Linked DNA regions of Mus musculus: region 2 is linked to region 1. The links are chromatin contacts, called in public Hi-C maps. All regions are on one chromosome and are shown on one strand. Each heading gives the region's core, a stretch centred on a gene start, on an enhancer-like site or on the middle of the called end of the contact. The rest is flanking DNA. Distances are from core to core; before and after follow the strand shown. Region 1 holds the start of Tm2d2 (TM2 domain containing 2). Region 2 holds the start of Plpbp (pyridoxal phosphate binding protein).

What was found. A called contact is a pair of places that touch in the nucleus more often than the background predicts.
Region 2: a contact with region 1 is called in a Hi-C map of B cells, with 8 read pairs. The contact joins the promoter of Plpbp here to the promoter of Tm2d2 in region 1. A contact is called at or near these places in 6 of 39 promoter capture datasets (HPC-7-derived erythroid cells, hematopoietic stem and progenitor cells, liver and 2 more), 3 of 484 Hi-C or Micro-C datasets (B cells and CD4 T cells), 4 of 115 datasets of contacts at active chromatin or transcription factors (the NIH/3T3 cell line, bone marrow-derived dendritic cells, bone marrow-derived macrophages and 1 more) and 1 of 9 other capture datasets (liver).

What each region holds. Positions count from the first base shown.
Region 1 is chr8:25,015,926-25,018,625 of GRCm38.p6, forward strand. It overlaps Tm2d2 (TM2 domain containing 2), which reads left to right and starts at 1,286. Exons shown (of 4, transcript NM_027194.3): 1 at 1,286-1,667; 2 at 2,141-2,228. The coding sequence starts at 1,444. It overlaps Adam9 (a disintegrin and metallopeptidase domain 9 (meltrin gamma)), which reads right to left and starts at 997. Exons shown (of 22, transcript NM_001270996.1): 1 at 760-997. The coding sequence starts at 856.
Region 2 is chr8:27,041,108-27,043,857 of GRCm38.p6, forward strand. It overlaps Plpbp (pyridoxal phosphate binding protein), which reads left to right and starts at 1,448. Exons shown (of 8, transcript NM_054057.4): 1 at 1,448-1,606. The coding sequence starts at 1,508.

The sequences.
Region 1 (2,700 bases), core at 36-2,535:
TTTCGTGAAGGTCAGCGGTCCTGAACTCAAATCTACACTCATCACCTTTGAAGGCAACAATTTTGTAAAGCCTTCTATTGTCCATAGTGTTCCCGGAGCTCAAAGAGATAACTAAGCCATGCAAACACTAATTTAATACAAAGGATGAAATAAATAACTTATTTCCAGGAAAAAAAGAACCTAGTGTGTTCCCATTCAGTTTCATCATCCACAATATAAATATCTTACATATTTACGGGAAGTTTCACAATTCAGATGTGCTGGCGAACAGTAATTTAATTCTTTCCGATAATCCCCTGGGTTAAACAGAGCAGAGATTCTTTGTCCAGATTTAGATAGATTGAACTACAGGCTCTAGAAACGTAGCGTTTCGTTGATTTTATTATTTTAAGTATCCTTACTAACAAAAAAAAAAAAAAAAAAAAAAAAAAAAACGGCCCAAGGAAAACCCGCCCTCTTCTCCATCGGGATCCCTGTGGACCTACTGCTGAGTCGTCCAAGACGGCGAACGTCAAACCCCAAATCCTGATAGACTGAAGCAAAAGTTCCATCTCCCAGCCCAGAGCTGGTGACAGCCACTCCACCCGCAAAGCACTCGCTGCAGCCCGGGAGTAGCGAGCGCACCGCCACAGTGCAGCCGGCCGCCGGCCACCGGGCTCCGGGTCAGCGCTGACAGGGGAGCCGGAGCCCAGGGTCCGCCTCGCAGCCCTCACCACCCAGCACTCACTCCCCACAGCACGGTTCCCGTCCGGCACCCACCTGGTCGCCCGGCCTCGAGGACTGGGCCCAGCAAGCCACACGCCAGCAGCCACCTTAGTCGCAGAGAGGCAAGGGGCGAGAGCGCGCGCGGCCCCATAGCGAGGGCTTCGGCAGGTTCCGCTCAACGCGCGGCCGCCGCCTCCGCCCCTTCGGTCATCCTTGCAACCCCGCGGGGGCCCCCGGGCTGGCGGGGCGCTCGCCCTCGGCGAGCACGCGCGCGGCACTGACGCAGCAACCCCCCCCCCCCCAAAAACCCCGCCCCTTTCCCGATCCCGCGGCCAGAGGCTGACGTAGGGAAAATACAGTCTGGCCAACCCACCGGCGGCCGCCGCCGCCGCCGCTCCAGTTCGCGCCCGGCTGTTCCGCCCCTCCGCCCGCTCAGCGGAGACTAGAGAAGGTAGGAGGGGCTGGAGGGCGGGGCTAAGGGAAGCTCCACCCTCCCTCCGCTCCGTGCAGCAGTGAAGGGTCTACTGGAGGGCGGAGCGAAGCCAGGCCACACCTTTCCCCTGGCCGTTTCTGATTGGCCGTAGTGGCAGGCGGAGCGTCGAGCTGCGCACGGGTTGGCTGTGGAACGGAGGGTTGCGTACCCGACGTAGAGAGAGGCCTGACAGCGCCGGGCTCCGGTGGGCCGTGGCGGCCTGGCTTTGTTTTTAGGCCAGGTCTCTAGGACCGGCCCCCGGGAAGATGGTGCTGGGCGGCTGCCCTGTGAGTTACCTATTGCTGTGCGGCCAGGCGGCCCTGCTATTGGGGAACCTGCTGCTGCTGCACTGTGTTTCTCGGAGCCACTCGTTTAATGCTACGGCCGAACTGGATCTCACACCCTCGGGCGCCGCTCACCTCGAGGGTCCCGCGGCCTCAAGCTGGGAATACAGCGACCCCAACTCGCCAGTCATCCTTTGCTCTTACCTGTAAGCTGCCGGGACGTGGCGGGCGGACCTAGAGGGGGATCGGGCCAGGGATAGCTGTTGGTTGTGGGAGCGGAAGGCTGCTTCCACCTCGGGGAGGTGATTCCGGGACTGGTGCCTCTCAATTGCCCTGCCACAGAAAGCAATTAAACTGTGTGTTAGTGGTAGATACTGGGAAGGAGTAATGTAGGCTACAGAACCCTTCCACTTCCTGCACCCTTTCTGCTGCCTTGGTTACAGGATGAGTTCAAGGCCAACCAGCCAGCCTGGGTAACTTGTCTCAAATTTAAAAAAAAAAGAAAGAAAGAAAATTCAAGGGCTGGAAATGTAGCTCAAAGGTAGATAGCACCTCTAGCGTATCCAGTTCCCAGTACAGAAGGAGGAACAGATATTAAAAGAGGAACGAAAATAGCATTGCGTGCGGACACAGAAGCAATCGGCAAAAGGCACTGATGAAAAATCTTACTGATTTGCAGACCCGACGAGTTCGTAGACTGTGATGCCCCAGTGGATCACGTTGGAAATGCAACTGCCTCCCAGGAGCTTGGTTATGGTTGTCTCAAGGTGAGGATTTTGTTCTTTGTACAGGCACCTTCGTGGGAAGCATGGCCGGGTGCTGTTAAAGAATTACAGAAGGGCATACAGACAGACTTGATTTTTTTTTTTTTTTTTTACAACTTCATCCGTATAACTGTCGCTGGAAACATGACAAAGGTTTTAACGGCTGAAGAGCACATTTGCTTTCCTCAGGAACCAACCATGCCTGTGCCCAAGCCACCCAAGTGCAAAGACCAACCTGTATTGCTTCCTTTGACTGTTGAAACTAACAAATTAAAGCCAAGACATCGACTGTACTTTCAAAGCAAGGCTTTTCTTAACAGAGCAGCAGCAACAACAGCAAAGCCATGCACTTTGTAAAGCTGGTGCTGAACTGGCCTTTCTTGGTTACACACGCACTTGGAGCAAGTTCCTCATGCAGGTGACAGCCGGCCTGCACCATATCCGTTGGAAGTAGCTAGAGTCTGTCAGTTATGAT
Region 2 (2,750 bases), core at 198-2,697, 2.0 Mb after region 1:
AGTTGTGACTCTGTTAATCATTATCCATTGTAACACAAACAGCTTCTTTATCCAAGGCTGAGGTCAGCACTAACCTGTGGATATAAATATTCTGAAGACAGTTTGCTGCCATGTCCATTTAGCAAAACAGTAGTAGTAGGTTCTGTGTGTGTTTATGTATATGTGCAGATAGGTAGGTAGGTAGGTAGGTAGGTAGGTAGGTAGATAGATAGATAGATAGATAGATAGATAGATAGATAGATAGATAGAGGCCCCACCCTAAATCTGTAGTATTTATAGGTCTCATTTTTACATCTGTGTACATATGTATGTATACATCCTTGTGCATGCGCACATGCTCAGACACCCTGGCATTCATGTGGAGATCTGCAGGAGTCTGCTTTCTCCTTCCACCATATGACTTTGGACAGCAAGCGCCTCTGACCCCTGACCTGTCTTATCACCTTCAATTTTTTGAAGCAGAGCATCTCTTTGACTTCACGTCCATCCCAGCCTTCACGAACCCTTTAAACTTGACCCACTTATTCCTGACTAGTACTTCCCAACTGCAGCTCCACAGCCAGCTTCTCATTAGGCTCACTCTGTAACAGCCTTCTGGGCCCTTTCAGGTTTTGGGGTTTTTTTCACTGTGGTGACAGCAGTATATGAAGAGGCATTTACCTTCAATATCATTACTCCTAAAGTCTGGGAATGGAGAGAGAGCACTTACTGCTCTTATAGAGGTTCAGAACCCAGCACCCATCTATCCACTCATCAGTTCCAGAGAGTTCTATGCCCTCCTCTGACCTCTGTGGCAGTTCACAGACTTAACGTTCAGGGGAAACACCCACACAACAAAAATATAAATAAAAATATTTAAATTAAAAGGGGGCTGGAGAGATGGATCAGTAGTCAAGTGCACCTGTTGCTCTTGCAAAGGACCAGAATTCTGTCCCCAGCACACATGATGGCTCACAACCATCAGGTCGAGATCCAAAACTCTCCTGGCCATGGCACCACAGATACGACGGTGCATGCACATACATACATGAGGACAAAACAAATCAACGCACATAAAATAAATATTTTAAAAAAGAAATAATAGCTGGGCAGTGGTGGCACACGCCTTTAGACCCAGCACTTGGGATTTCAAGGCCACCCTGATCTAGAGAATGAGTTCCAGGACAGCCAGGACACAGAGAAGCCCTGTCTCGAAAGAAATTTAAAAATGGGAAGGAGAGGGGAGGGAAGGGAAAGGAAAAGAAGAAAGGAAAAAGGAAAGGAACGGAACGGATGAATGAAAGTTACTTTAATGTCTTGGTTTATACCGGCCCGCCCAGCCCTTGAACTCCCTAGGAGGCTTTCAGTCCGGGTAACCTCCGCCTTCCCCAAGATGGCGCCCGCCTGGGTGGCCAACCTCCGCTGGGGAAGTGGCTGGATGGTGAGCGGCGATTGGACCTCTCAGGAAGGGGGCGGGACCGGAAGGTGGGCTCGGTGAGTCGCGGGTCCTCCGGGCATCCTCTTGGGAATGTTGAGAGGTGGCAGCATGACGGCGGAGCTGGGAGTCGGGTTCGCGCTGCGGGCCGTGAACGAGCGAGTCCAGCAGAGTGTGGCGCGGCGGCCGCGGGTGAGGACCGGCGGAAGGGCACTGGGGAGGGCTGGAAGGGGGACACCTACGTGGGACGAGGTGTCACGGTGACGCAGAAGGGGCTCCCGGAGGGGCGGGGGCTGCAGAGGGGATCGCTGGGTTTCCATGGCGGTCGGTCTGGCCTTGAGGATCGGGACTTGCCGGGAGGTTGGCTTGGTTGGAGAAAGGTGTTCATTTAGGGCAAGTGACTCGTATCCAGGCGTCTCGCCATTCGTCATTGCCCTCGGTACCACCACGCCATTCGTCACCACGGTACTAGAGCCCTGGGAGGGCCGTGTCCACCCGCGATCACGTGCGTTGCGGCGGCCGCGAGCCGTGGTCTAGCTGCGCGTGAACTTGACACACACAGAGCGGGCGGGAGCTGTCAGGTGCCCTGTCACAAGCGTTTGTTATTTTCGTATGGTTGTTATGTCCCCCATTGGACTTCTAGACCGGTGCCAGTATCTGCTTTTCTCCATGCAAATTAAGCTACGTTATGTGAAGTGAGACAGAAAAAAAAAAAAAATCAAACACCTTTCCTTTCTGATCTAGTGTTCATGGTCTGAGATTTCAAAATGATGCCTGAAAACCGAAGGCTGAATTAACATAGTCTTCTCTTACCTGATGTCTGGGCATGTCCAGTTAACTACTCTAGCCCTAGCTAGGGTTCCTCACAGGGGAAGGAAATTAAGAGAGCCTTGGGAGTTCCTACCACCTTCCTGGTACCGGAGTTCTCGGGATTTCCCTAATGCAGCCCGCCTCGGGAGTTAGGCCTGCTTGACCGATTTGTCTCTGGAAGCCTCCAGTTAGTTCATCATCACACTAGGAATTAGACACAGTCAGTCCCTCAGAAGGAGGCAGCAGGAGACCGTGTGGTAATTGATGTGACGTCTCCAAGTCCTTGAGAGCACTGTGGTTCTGTGACAGTCTCAGAAACGGTGGGGTAGACGTAAGGAAAGCAGGGAAACCCTTCATTTTATGTAATGGATGTGAGGAGACTTTGCGTGAATCTAATCCTGAACACTGAGTTGTGGGTGTCTCGTTGTCAACTCTGCTGACTGTTGGTTGATTCATAGACTGAACAAGGCAGTGTATGTCTTTATCTCAATTGAGCCTCTTCCAGGGTGAGTGGAAGCGTTATTAA